Linked DNA regions of Sus scrofa: region 2 is linked to region 1. Evidence: chromatin contacts called from public Hi-C data. All regions are on one chromosome and are shown on one strand. Each heading gives the region's core, a stretch centred on a gene start, on an enhancer-like site or on the middle of the called end of the contact. The rest is flanking DNA. Distances are from core to core; before and after follow the strand shown.

Region 1 (7,334 bases), core at 3,451-5,950:
ACTGCCGAAATGAATAACTGCAAGGGGCATGTCACATGTGATATGAATGATGACTCTGAAAATACAGGCCTGATTTTGAGATGGAAAAGAATGAGGTTAAATTACCATCATTCACAGAAAAATGAGTGTCTCTATAACAATCCAAGCAGTCCACATAAACCATTAGAATTAATAACAGACTAGCCAAATCGATGTGCAAAATGATAACAGTAGTAGCAACAATAATTAGAAAATTTTAAACAATGGCAATAATAAGACATCCCACTACTCATGTAACATGTCTCCTCAGAATATTTCTACCTCAAAATGCAAAATCATCTGGAAGAATAAAACTATAAAGCTTAATTGAAATATATTTATTAAGTGAAAACATAAGCTATGCTTACAGATGGGAAGTATGAAGATCATGAAGATGTCAGTTCTTAAATTACTGCATATATATTATGCAATTATTTTTAAAACTACTGACAAGAGTTTTTTTTCTAAATAGATAGTGATAATTTAACCCTGAAATTTATGTGAAAAAAGAACAGTGTAAAGTTTTTTTGTAATTTTGTAATTTTGAGGAAGAATAGGGAGAGGATATTTGTACTATCAGAAGGCAAGGCTTATGATAAAGATATAGTAGTATTAGTACAAAGATACACATACACACATAAATATACTGAAATATGTATATGCAAATACATATATATATATATATATCTGTATTGTAGCACATAGACACATATGTTGCATCATATAATATACCTACATGCATTCATGTATGTGTATATACTGGCATATTATCATATGATGTGTATATATATCTGGGTATGCCATAGTACAGGTATATATATACATGTATGCTTGTGTATTTTTGTACTAATATACTTTATCATAAGTTTTGCTATCTTGTAATTCAAATATCCTCTTTATTTTTTAAAAATACACACACACACACACACACACACACACACACACACACAGAGAAACTGAAAGACCAAAGAAGCAGAATATTGGCATGACTTTTGTTTTATTTTTACTATGTACAGATGTATTTCTAAATAAAGCTAGTTATGCTTTTACTTATCTCAAAATAGCTTCATACTAAACATATTTTATAATACTTGTTTTTTAAGACTCATAAATGCTGCTACATTAAGACTTTATTCATTTAATATCAATAAATGTAGAATTCAGATGTACTACTAGTGGAAATGTAAATCACGCCACTCTTGTAGAACAATTAGGTAATGTCTAAAAAAAAGTAACTACCCAATGACCCAACAGTGGCATTCTTAGAATTACAATGTATGTAAGGAGAGAGGGAGAAACTACAAATTGCAGCATAGGAGAAAATATCTGAAAAGCTGGATAGGGGAAAAGTATAGATAAGTTTGCTCCATTTATAGAGGAAATCTATGCTTGCTATCTGTGCATGTATAGATATACACATACACACACACACACACACACACACACACACACATATATATACATGGTACGCATAGAGTAAATATATGCCTGGCATTCAATTAATATTTATTGAACAAATTTAATATGGTATTATAATACATTAAAATGAATAAACAGATTTAATGTATCAGTATATATGGTTCTTAACAAGCATGTGTCATAAAGTATGATTAGTATGATACTATTTTGAGAAAAATTAAAACACAAATAGCATTTTTATTTCTAGATATATATGTATATAATAAAATATTAAAGCATCGGCAGAAAAGTTTTCATACCAACTTCACAATTATCATTGCCTTCCTCAATGCTAGATTGATGGAATCAAAAGTTGTATAAAATCTCTAATCATTTTATTTAAATAAATGGAAGTCCTGGAATGGTTAATTTTATATATCAACCTTACTGGGCCTTGCGTGACCAGATACTTGGTTAAACATGATTCTGGATATGTTTGCGAGGGTAATTCTGGGTAAGATTCACATTTGAATGGGTAAACTGAGTAAAACAGCTTGCCTTCCCTCATGTAGATGAACCTCATTGAATCCACTGAAGGCCTAAATAGAACAGAAAGGCTGAATAAGGGAGAATTCCCTCTCATTGCCTATGTTGGGCTGGGACAATAATCTGCTCCTGACTTTGGACTTGGACTCAGACTGGAACTTATACCATTGGCTCTCTTGCTTCATAGGCCTTTGCACCCAGATGGGATCTATACCATTGGCTCTCCTGAGTTTCTAGCTTGCAGACTAAAGGTCTTGGAATTTCTCAGCCTCTGTAATTACATAAGCCATTTTTAAATAATAAACTATTGATTTAGCTTCTTTGCAGAATCCAGAGTTCTGAACCAAATATAGCAAAATTTCGAAATACAGGTAGTCTGGTTGTTAGGTTCACAAGTATCATATTTTTCTCTTCACCTTTCCTTATATTTTTGAATTACAATATAGTTTTAAATCTTTAAATTACAAACACATGGGATGTGATCATTGTTATGACAGAAGTATCTGGAGAGGTGTCATCTGGGATGGAGTAGATTCTAGGCAAAGGGACCTGGTGTACAAAGTAACAGCATTTTGATGCCCTGGGGCTTTCAGATCATGGAGGTTGCATAGAATCCTTTGAATCTTGTGCAGCCACTGGAGGATTTCAGCAAGTGAATAGCCTGATCAGGTTTACATTTTAGAAAGATCATTCTGGCAGGGCACTTTGCAAGATAACAGACAAAATTAAATGTTAGGAGGCAATCACATATTCTAGGTTTGAACCACTGTAGTCCATGGAGATGTAGAGAGAGACCTAATTAATGGTATTTAGGAGGTAGAATTGAAATAAGGGAGAATGTGGAGGCTGTGGAGATTACCTGGCTCTTTGCTAGGTCTTCATTAGTATATGGGATACACAGGAAAGGACCAGGTTTGGAGGAAGAGATATTGAGCCCATTTCAGACCCTTCAAGTTCGGGGCTTCTGTGGGACTTCCAGGCTGTATGTGTGTTGCAGAGGGATTCAAGGAAATAAAATAGCTGCAGAGTGGGGCAAGCAAATAGGGAGGGGTATCTGGAAATGTCACTTTCCAGGACAGAGAAGAATGACCATATGATTTAAGAGTGCCCATATAACTTACAGAGTGCTTTGTTTGTTTGTTTTGTTTTTAATAGAAAGCCTCATCGTTTAATCCAAAGTAATTTTTTTTTTGAGGACCTACTTTATGTCATAACCCTTACTCAAAGCTGCGGCAGAAGCAAAGGTACACATTGTATGCCTTCAACGCTATTTTTAACATGCATCAGGGAGTCCTGAGGTGGCTCCGTGGTTAACAAACCCAACTAACATCCATGAGGATTCGGGTTTGATTCTTGGCCTCACTCAGTGGGTTAAGGATCCTGCGTTGCCGTGAGCGGTGGTGTAGGTTGCAGATGTAGCTCAGATCCCACGTTGCTGTCGGCTGTGTCTAGGCTAGCGGCTACATCTCCAATTGGACCCATAACCTGGGAACCTCCATCTGCCCGGGTGCAGCCCTAAAAAGACAGAAAGACAAAATAAAAAAAAAAAAAATGCATCAGATCCCTTGGCACTAATGATGCTCTGCCTAACCTCTGGGAAATTGTACATTTGGTTTGTTCTGATGTGGTCTGGTCTCTCCCTTCCTCACCTTGGGTCTCCATGTGAGTGTCATCTCTGTAGAGAAGGCTCTCTTTGATTCATTATCTTTCCAGCTAAGATTAGGTAAATTCATCAATGAGAAGCACTATATCTCTATCGCTGGCATAAGCACAGTGCCCAATATGGTGCCTGATAATCAGGATTTAATAAGTATTTTGTTAAATATTAAATGGTGTTTATTTAAGACATAGGTCATGCACACCAGGGGCTTATAATCAAATGTTAAGTGTTGGCTAGTTTGCTTGGAATCATTCTCTATTGCTTTATGCATGTGGCTTTTTCCAGTTAAATGTAAATAACTCTAGGTTGAGGACTATATTTTTTTCATTTTTTGACATTGCTCATCTTGCCTGATATAGCGTTGATAATTTTTATAGCATTCATTTGAGCAATATTTTAAGCCATAAATGAGACTATCCATTTTGCACTGTTTCCAAATTAAATATTCTTCTGAAAACCTAATGATTTGTTTATTTAACTCAGGACTGATTTCCCCACTAGGGCCTATTAGCACCTCAACATTGGTTTTGTAAATCTGGTAAAACCTGATGATTATCAGCTATTAGTAATTTGTTAGATCCTTTATATAAAATTTAAATAGAAGAGTAGAACACTTCAAGTTAATGGCATTATCTGGTTATGATTTTAACAAGAGGGCAAAAATTGCCAACATGATTTCTCAAATTCTTATGGTGAAAGAAGGCTTTTTAATTCATTCTTTCCTCAATTTTGGAATTATCTTAAGTGCATTTTACTTAAATAAAAACGACTTGCTTTATTTGCAATTGGAAATACACATGGAACTCAAAGTTAAACCTCTAAAATATTGAATTCTAAAGTCCTACTTTGTTGTTCAGTTCCGGAATGGTTGGCTTGTTGATTTAATTTCTTTTTCTAATGTAGGCCTCTGTGTTTGAGATAGAGATGGAAAGAAATGAGAGTGAGAGAAAAAGAAACAGAACATTTGACTAATGACCTTTTAAATGGATCAAAACAACAATCTATTTATATCCACTGGGAAATGTTCATCCCTTTGAAGGCATCTCACAGTCTCTTTATCCTGTGTGGCCTTTTTAGGTGTTTCGTTTTAATCCTGATCTAAATAAAGAAAGTAAATGTTGCACAGGATCAAATTTACAGTCTAGCTGAATGAGAAATCCATTAGGTTAGAAACTGTAGAAGTTGTATTGCTGTGGCATTGATTTCCTTTCCCTGGTGTCAACCTAGCCTTATATCCACTGAGCATATTCTCCTGTCTATCTGTCCATTTTATGCACATTTCATCACCTGGAGCTCCCCAGGTAGCCTTTTCTCTAGGTACCACATCTCCATGCAGAACCATTACTTCGATGGTGAAAGCTTCATTGTGACTCCAGTAGTGTCCTGGAGATTCCTGTGTGCTCACCATTTTCATCACTAATAGAATTCTGGTAGTTAGAGAACATAAAACCAATGCAAAATGTAATCAATATTAGTAAACAGAGCTAGGTTTTCATTTAATCATCATCTTATACATTTAAACTTTATATTAGGAAAGTTCATATCAAATCAAAAAAATCAAGCAGCTTTCCTTTTTTAAAAATTTACTCACCAAGATCATCTTAATTTCTTCTCTTGTCAGAAGGACAATTTTTTTTTCCTTTTAGTTTTCAAATAGAGTCCTTGAAAAGCAACCTGTCAACAAAATTTTATCTTGCTAGGCTTCTAGTTTTGAGGACTCAGACATGTGATATAGGTGAGGAAAAGATTTTTCTTTGGGTTGGTGAGGAAATATCAGATAGATTTGTGAAGTCCTGATCTGTTCATATATTTGCTCATACTGATTTATTGAAGATTTTCAGCTTTCATAGGCCCTAAAGAAACAGGGAATCATAAAAGGGGAGTTATGAGCACGGTGGTCATATGCCTTGCTTTTCCAACCAGGACACTTCTAAAAATGGAGAAACTCTTAAAAATTATGCCCGTGCAAAAAGTGTAAGCCAGGACCATGGCCATGCCTGGAAAACTGGAACCTATGGTCACCTTAATTATGAGAAAAGGGCAATTAAAATGGAATGCTAATAGAATCTATTAGAACTGGAGGACCAGGGTTTAGTTTAGCAAACAGTGATATGTATTTGACAAATCTGAGGGATAAATATGAAGCCAACCTCCTATATTAATGTGGAAGGTGAATAATTTGATTGGAGTTATTAAGACCATTAAAACTGATTGCTTTAAGATTTGTTGTTATTCTGTTAGATTAAAAGATAAATCACTGTCAGCTTTTTACTGGGACCCTCCCAACTAAATCAATCAATGACTAACTTAGTGTGTGCCTTCTGTTTCCAGTCATTTTGATTTCATTTTCACAGGCTGATTTTTGCCCTTGAAGGTAGTCTTTGTTTTGTGTATGTAGAATGTGAACCTTGCCACTTGTTCAAGTACAGCTGTTGAAGATTTTCATTCAAAAATATGCAGTTACTTTGGTCGAATTGAAAGCTTGCACATCTTTAAGCCACTTAGGAGAAATGTGTGTGTGATTTATAGAACAAGCAAACAAAGCATGACCTTTCCTGAACTGATTAACAGTGCTATTCTTCAGAATGGCAGTTTACTATAGATTCACTCACATACAACAATTTTATAAATGTGTATAGGGTACAGTACAAATATGTAATGTGAATTTACAATGGGCTTAAAATAAAATTTGAACCAAGCACTTATACTATACCATTCTAAGAAAGAAAGTTCAAATTATTTTCCCTGAGCCCTGTTTAATAGTCATAAAATAACACTTTATATCAAATTTGCAAATCCTTGGAAGAAATTATTTCCTTTCTAGTTTTAGTATTAAGATATCTTTCATTTTAAATTACAGATATGTCCGCACACCGTACATTTATATCGGCCTTAAAATGGAATAGAATTTAATTTGCTTAAACACCGTTAAAACTAAATGCGGGCAGAGAGATATTTTTAATTTTTTCTAACAAATTTTATTTCCCTTCCTATGACCCAGAACATTGTGTGAAAACAAAAGGAGTATGATAGGAAGTCATTTGGAAATCAATTCTAACTTCTCAGGTCGGCCACTTTTGCAGTCTCAGAAAGCACTTTGAAACAGTATAAAATTACAGTTCTTTTTTTATTTCTGTCTTGCAATGTCAGGCTCTTTCCTATCAAGTTAGATAGGTTTAGAATGATTTGGGGTTATCACACTGTTAAAAGAAGATGCATTCCAGAGTTCACAACACCGTAATACAAGCCTTACCCTGGATGATGAGCTCATGCATCCGAAAATAACAGTCCTTTACTGTTGATGCTGCAGTTGCTGTTGGCATTGTTTACTTTAAGTTCCTTGAGGGCAGGGACTGTCTCTGTTTATCTCTATCTCCTGATTCTATGCATGGGGAGTGTTTTCTAAACAGAATGTGAATCTATAAAACCCAAATTTTAATACTCTCAAGTTAAGAGAATATTACTATTATTGTATAATTTTACTTGTTTCCTTTTGGTTAAAAAGCAGAATTTTGTGAAGCTGAGGTTCCTCTTTTCAAGGAAATTCTTCAGAAAACCATGCTAAATACGTTTTTCCCTACCTCCTCCCCCATACAGTATTTAATTTACCGCAGCTTAATGCTCATGAGCACACTGGAGGAATATTTCTCAGCAATAGTCACAAACCTATTTTAAAGTCAACTTATTTTTCTTCCAGCACCACTCACAGTTC
Region 2 (7,334 bases), core at 3,160-5,659, 220 kb before region 1:
GGAATAAATATAGCAAGTATTTTTCTTCAAACATCTTTTTTCCCCAACCTTAGTCACCGCTCCGCACAATCAAGTTTCTATAGCCCCAAGTCAGTGATTACTTATCTTAATTAGGAAGAGATGAACAAATTGTCATATGGACAGGCAGTATAATGTAGTGGCTGAGAACATAGACTCTGGGGCCAGAATGTATAAATTTGAATTCTTTTTTTTTTCACTTCCTGGCTTAATAAGTCACCTAACCTCTCTGGGCCTTAATGGTCTTGTTGAAAAATGGATACAATGATAGTACAACTTTCTCCCATAAATAGTAAGTACTATTATTGAGCTTGGACCTTATTGTTACTGTTTTTGGAAAACCCATGCTCATTGACATTGCAGCCTGAATTCTCCATCCCTGAAAGATGATGAGGTTCTTCTGTTGGAAGAGGTGGAATAGGCAGAACATGGCTAACCTATATGATACTGTGGCTCCCTGTTGTTGAAGAGTGAAGAGGGTTGTGAGTACATAGACAATGCTAGTTTGAGGGAGAGACCCTGATGTGGGTGGAGGCATAGTCTGGAAGTGAACCCCCAAGAGACACAACTTTGGGATCTGGGCAGTGGTCCCAGGGTCAAGATGTCTATGAGGAGGGCAGACGCTGGGAGTGGTGGAGATGCCAGCACAGTCCTAGACCATGAAGCCTTCCAGTGGAGAGACTCTAACATAGGAGCTCCTGCCTCCCAAATATGATAGATTTTCTACTCTCCAGGCTAGTGGGGCTTAGAACTAGATGTAATTTGATTTTATAAATAACGATATTTACTTTTATTCTCTCTTAACATCAGTGAAAAAATCAATAACCATTATAATCATTGATTATAATAGTGGCCAAGACTAGCATACATTTGACAAAACCTGATGCTTTTAAGAGACTATTGAGCTGTGTTCCATGCAGTGCTATTTTTAGACAGGTTTCTTCAGTATTAATCAATGTTTTCTTTAAAGAGTTGAGAATACAGATTAAGTTGTATTGTGACTGAATCTCTTCTTAAAGTAAACTCAGAAGAAAAAAAAAGCAAACAAGAGTGAAAATTCCTGCTCTAAGAATGTAAATGTAGTCCCTAATACTAAGTCTCTAGAAAATGTCTAAGTCTGAAACCAAAATGACATCTGTGAAGTTGGATCAAAAAAAATCTAATTCAAGAGCTACAGGGCAAATATCATGAGGTAGGAAAAAATTATGTAAATCTGCAAATTTTTAGAGCTAATAGGTCTATACTATTGGAAAAATTCAATCACATGCTCATTACACTGCCCTATGCTTTCATTTCCTGAGTGGGACTGGAAATTATTCTCGTTAAACTAAGTCATATGGAGAACACAGTCCCAGGGAATAGAAATCCAGATCCTTAGAGTGGCAATTTCTCCCTAATGTAAGAAAAAATATAAGAGAAGCAGATTGAGTAAGACACGCTCCCAGAGTAAATTGAGAGCACCATGATAACAACTTAATTTTTCTTTCCTCAAACTGTAAGAAAATGTTTATTTCTTTTGAAATATAGAAAAGTCACTTTACATGGCCTGAAATTCCATAGCTAGCACTGCTTTACTATTTTTGCATATTTTCCCCAAATTTTAGCTGATAGGCAAACAATTTTATAACCAATTGTTAATTTCCGAAGTAAAAAGGTCCACTGTTTAAATTCATGGAAGTATAAATTCAATTATTACATTAGTGAGATTGACAATGGACATTTGTCATGGTGTGGTAAGTTGTAAGCCCTATTGATCACACACACAGGCAAATTCACTCATATACTATACACTTCGCAGGCCTATGTAATAATGCTCACAGTGCCTTTCTGAGTCCAGTTTGTACAAAGTAACAATGATATTTTTAAAGGTCACATGGAAGCCATGAAGGAAGGAGGCTATGCCAGCATCTCCACTCAGATTCAACTGAGACCGTGAATGTTAAGTTTAATGGGAGGATGTGATATCACAGAACTCCAGATACTAACTACTGAGCTCAGCTGTCATGCACATCCAAAAATTTTATTTGTAGAGCAATTATGAACATCTGAGTGAAACCCTTATGCAAATGAGAACAGTATTTATATTAAGAAAGATGTGTGTACCTGCACTGGGAGGCACAGCATTCTTATACGTAAACAAAAGATTCAAGATAGATAGTCTATTTCATCATAGAACAAGATGGCAGATAATGATTAATGAGGCAAGTTTGGCATGAAAGATGTCAAATAATTTTATATAAAATTATAAGCATGCAAATTATTTATAGTGTCTTGTACTTCATATATCATTCTTTATGTATTCATGCATGCTTGCAGACCATGTAATCAATATATAGGTATTCATTAACTGATATGCAGTTATATTAATAAATAATTTTTCATAGAACCATGAAAGTAAGTGGAATACTGTCAGAGCTCTATTCATATTTATTTACAGCCCCTAGAATGCTTTGACCTATAATCCAGGTGCTTCTAATTACCTGTTGAAAATTATAGTTAGTACCTAGAAGAAAACAAACAGCCTGACATTGCCTAGATCTTGAAAATGGAGGTAAACATCGTAGCAATAAACACTATTACAAAGAAACATTCAGTTTAACAATAATTTTTTTGTCTTGAAAGCTGATACAAAGAAACAATGTTTTGTTACCTTGGTTACAGCAAATTCTGCACAATATGCCTTGTTGGTCTCTGAGGGGACTTTGTGTATGTAAGTGGGTTATTGTGGGAGGTAGTAGGACAGAAAAGATGATATATTTTTACAGATCTTTTTGTTCTGCTATTTAATAATTTTTATAAGGCTCTTTTCATCAGTTAAATGAAAATATACATAGACAAACATCACTCCCCATATAAAACCATCTGTAGTCATACCTCTGGATAATTTTCAGTTACCCCCGAATGCACAGCCTTTTGCCTCAGGAATGGAAATAGGAGTTTTGTGGTCAGCATGAATGTTGAGAGTGGCTCTACGTTGCCTTTTTCCCTCTGGGAAATGAGAATTAGCAGGATTCAAAAAGCGAAGTCACTTTGACTGTTTCCCCTTTTTTGCTCCTTCTTGGCCATGGAAATGAGGAGAAGTGAGTCATCCCTATGTGGCCAGGAACAGATGAAAGTGATGAAGCATAAGTAGAGCCAGAGTATAGAATGCTCCTTATTCCACCACTGTTACTGCTTTGGGACAAGGGAAACATATTCTGGCTGCATTGGCCAAGAATGGCTCCAGGTTGAGGAAGTAGCCAATCAATGCAAGAGCAATAAGGACTGCCATCACTCTTTGTTTCCTCATCATCCCAGTGAAATGCTGGGTTCAATTCTCCCTACTGTAGAAGAAAGCAGGAAAGATGCTCCCTCTCTTCTGCTTCTTCCCTCACCTCCTCATTTGTAGTCTCTGAAGTGCTTGTGGGTACAGAAAAATAAGTGGCAGGAAAGGTGAGCTGTCCTTTAATAAGCAATCTTCCCTTCCTTCTTTAGTTGCAGGACTCTGAATTGTACTGAACTTTTATTGAATAATCGATGATTCTGTAAAATCCCATATTCTCTGACCTCTTTTGTAGCTACACGTGGCCATGTGATCAAACTCTGGACCACAAGATTTGAGCATAGATGTTAAACTTGATGTGTGAATTCTGGGTCACAGCTTTAAAGAAAAGGGATATTCTTTCCATTGCCCTTTTCTCTCTTTCTGTTGATCAGAGCAAAGGTATGATGAACAGAGTAGAAAGAGTTGTCTAGGACCATGAGATAGAAGCCATGTGTTGAAGATGGAAGAGCCATAAGTTGGAAGAGGCCTGAGTTCCTGGTTGTCAAATCTCTTTCCTTGTCCTAGACTATAGTGTTCAACATTTTCATAGGAGAGAAATAAATTTGTAACTTAATACATTGTGTTATTGGATCTCTCTTTTATAGAATTGGGGCTATGATATCTCCGATTTGAATGACTGTCAAAGAACAAACATGCATCGCTTATATTTGCTGTGTTTTTCCTGGCGTGATTTTCTTATATTGAAGAGTGATGATATTTGGGAGATACTGGCAAATAAAATCAGGCCATGAGAATTTTGGCTTAGCTTGGAGATACAGCTTTTGTACCTACATCAAAATTTGTTGTGCAGTTTTAAACTGGTCAAATAATTGCTAACTGATTTTCACTAGGAATTAGCTTCATTTGGTGGCAGAATTTGTATTCCTCCACTTTGGATTGCTTCATTCCTATTGCAGTGTCGGTCTACTGAGAATGTGGGCTCAGCTGCATATCTTTGGCCCTCTATCGAACCCTGACAATATAATGGACCTATTCTGTAGTTAATTCACGGTGTCTGGTATGTCTCCAGCAGTTTAACAGATGGGTCTCTAGTCAGCCTCCTCTCAAACTCTTTATTAAATATTTATAGAGCCAGATTGTAATTAGACCCAGCTTTGCCCCTAAAGTTATGTGCACTGACCTCTGGACCAGGGAGGATATCAACTTGGTCAGCTCAAGGAGGAGAGAGAAAATCTTTTTCTCCAAATGTTTCTAGAAGCCCAAAGAGTCTTTAACTTACACATGCTGGTGAGATTACAAGTACTGCAGCAATATTCTCTATAATAAACAGAATGTTACCTTGAAAGTACAAAGTTATTATTAATATGGAAAGATAAAGATGTCTACTGAGTTTGAATAAATCTGAAATATTTGGGGACAGGTTTTATCACTCCATGAAAAAAATGTCGAAGTGAATAATGGCGCCTTTTGCTCAAGTAGTACATATATATGGAGAGTTGCCAGGAGAAAGTGCTAATGAGATGAGTTTGTGAGAAACGAGTAAACTTGGAGATTTAAAAACACTTAAAATAAAACATCATGCATTGGACATGTAGAGGAAGGTGTTAAAATGAAAATGCCAATGTCGTTCAAGTCTTTTCACTGAATGAAGGCAGGGAGCAGGGGCATGGGAGGAAGGGGGTCCAGAGGGTGCTCCCCCAGCAGAGAGGAATCTTCCTGCTCTCAGAGGTGGCCAGTCTCTGCAGACCAAATGCTGCTTGAATTAAGAGCAAAGGTAGTGGCCACTGGGCTGTTAATCTGTGAGAGAAGATTCTGGAATTCCAATATGTGCTGTAATGCCTCTGGAGAAAAATGCCAAGACCACAGTCTTCATGCTGTATTTATGTGTTACATAATCACTGGGCCAAAGAAGACGTCCAGTCCATCTCCTTTTCTTGGACAGTCCCCTTTGAAGTTGTTCCAAAGACTTAGAGACTAATCCAGGGAAACGTCGCTGTGCCAGATTGTAACCACATACTTAATGTTAATGCCACAAGATAAATTACTACCTCTGTCCTTTAAAGGTATTTCAGTAGTTTCAGGAAATTTTTCAATATCTTCTTATACAAAAATTTAAATGACAGTGCTAATTTGGCAGTATACAAAACCATAAATGTCCTTTTCACTTGGCTAACTCCTTGAATGAAATCAAGTTATATTATGACAATAAATGAACTTTGTAGTGTATAATCTTTACTATTATAAATATTGGATGTTCTGCTTCTCCTTTAGCCAAAAAAATTTCTGGCTGTTACATCTTAAAAAAATAAAATAAAAAACCAAAAACCAAAACCCCCAAACTTCTTTTGTTTCCAGTTCTATTGACTTTGCTGTTTGTCACAAAATTCTAAGGTGTCAGTGACACTCTATTAAGAGCTGTAGAAAGACTATAAAAGAAATATATTCTTGACCATCCCTAGCATTTAAGGAGTTTATAATCTACTAGTAGGGGAGGAGATATGAGGTATAAATGAAAAGCCATAAGTGTATGTCCATAGAAAACTGAGTTTGACGTGGCCAAGATCACACATACAGCAAACAAACTTATGAGCAGATAATCAAGTTTTTTCTTAGAGATGCGTTGATGTTCCTATAGTACTGCCAGTCATGGCTGAGTTTAGTGTCTGGTATAATCTAAGAACTAATGGGCATTTTCTATTGATGATATGTTAAAGTAGTGTTATGGTCTGAATGTATCTATCCTCCCCAAATTCCTATGTTGAAATTCTAATCTGCAAAGTAATATTAGAAGATGAGGCCTTTGGGAGGTGATTAGGTTATGAAGGCAGAGCTCTCATGAATAGGATTAGTGCCTTTATAAAAGAGGCCACACATGCAGTGGAAATGAATTCAACTAGTATCCATGAGCATGTGGGTTCAATCCCTGGTCTTACTCAGTGGGTCAGGGGTCCAGTGTTGCTGTGAGCTGTGGTGTGGGTTGCAGATATAGCTTGTATCCCACATTGCTGTGGCTGTGGCATAAGCTGGTAGCTACATCTCTGATTTGACCCCTAGCCTGGGAACTTCCATATGCTGCAGGTGTGGCCCTAAAAAGCAAAAAAAAAAAAAAAAAAAAAAAAAAAAATCCACACAGAGCTCCCTAGCCCTTTTTGCCATGAAAGGATATCAAGAGAGGAGTGATCCTGGAAGAGGTCCCTCAACTGACTATGCTGGCACCCTGCTCTCAGAACTCCAGCCTTCAGAAGTGTGGGAAATAAAGTTCTATTGTGCATAAACCACCTGGTCTGTGGTTTCTTGTTATAATAACCTGAATTCACTAAGATAGATGGGCTACCTGAAATATTTCTCTCTGGTTGATGTTAGCATCGCAGCTCTGGGACTTCATGGTTCAGAGGTGTTAACACTTGACTGTTACTATGTAGATGACTTCAGCAGACACATGTACAAGGTTAAGGACCTCCTCACTCATGCACATCTATGGGAAATGCTATATTTTGGGAAAGACCCGAGCAAAACTTCAGCAGTGCCACACTACACCTCTTGTTGACAATACACAGTTCAGTGGACCAGGAACTCAAATGCTCTAAGAACCCTCTAGTTTTTCAGGATTGCCTCAGTGGAGGGTTTGGCAGGTAGAGGCTGCTCTGTCTTTCTCCCCAGCCTGAAAACTACACTGAATCATGTAACATCAAGGGCGCTTTCCCCTTCTAGTACCAGTTCTGAAGATTCTGGCCAGTTTGTTCACCTGAGGAAATGGCTTTGTGGATAACACAGTTAACAGGGGTGCTATGAGTTCCTGATATTGGGCCTTGTTTGAAGTCTCCTTCCAGTCTCTGAAGGACATCAAAAAGCACATGAGGCATTTGTATAATTGTACTTAAATTCTCAGAGGTGGAAGAACCCAAGCTTATTATATGTACCCATCCCTGAGATGTGTGAGGAACAATGAAAAGATATAGAGTAATATCTATTAAAGCCTTCAAAAAGAAAAGCAATAGAAAGTATGGTCATTTTTCAGGCTTTGTTTTAGAGTGTCCCTAGGCTTTTATTT

Evidence for each region. Hi-C and Micro-C count contacts between places; a contact is called where the count stands out from the background.
Region 2: a contact with region 1 is called in a Hi-C map of skeletal muscle, with 5 times the contacts expected there. The contact joins two enhancer-like sites. A contact is called at or near these places in 1 of 47 Hi-C or Micro-C datasets (skeletal muscle) and 1 of 2 datasets of contacts at active chromatin or transcription factors (skeletal muscle).

The regions. Positions count from the first base shown.
Region 1 is chr1:24,358,862-24,366,195 of Sscrofa11.1, reverse strand. No RefSeq gene overlaps it. Among named protein-coding and RNA genes, the nearest start is that of CITED2, 790 kb to the left of the region's middle. Within about 2 kb of position 4,700, at least 3 of the 83 cell types and tissues checked have an H3K27ac peak or open chromatin away from gene starts, as enhancers often do. A contact at or near this core is called in skeletal muscle, where this site is marked.
Region 2 is chr1:24,573,921-24,581,254 of Sscrofa11.1, reverse strand. No RefSeq gene overlaps it. Among named protein-coding and RNA genes, the nearest start is that of CITED2, 580 kb to the left of the region's middle. Within about 2 kb of position 4,409, at least 1 of the 83 cell types and tissues checked has an H3K27ac peak or open chromatin away from gene starts, as enhancers often do. A contact at or near this core is called in skeletal muscle, where this site is marked.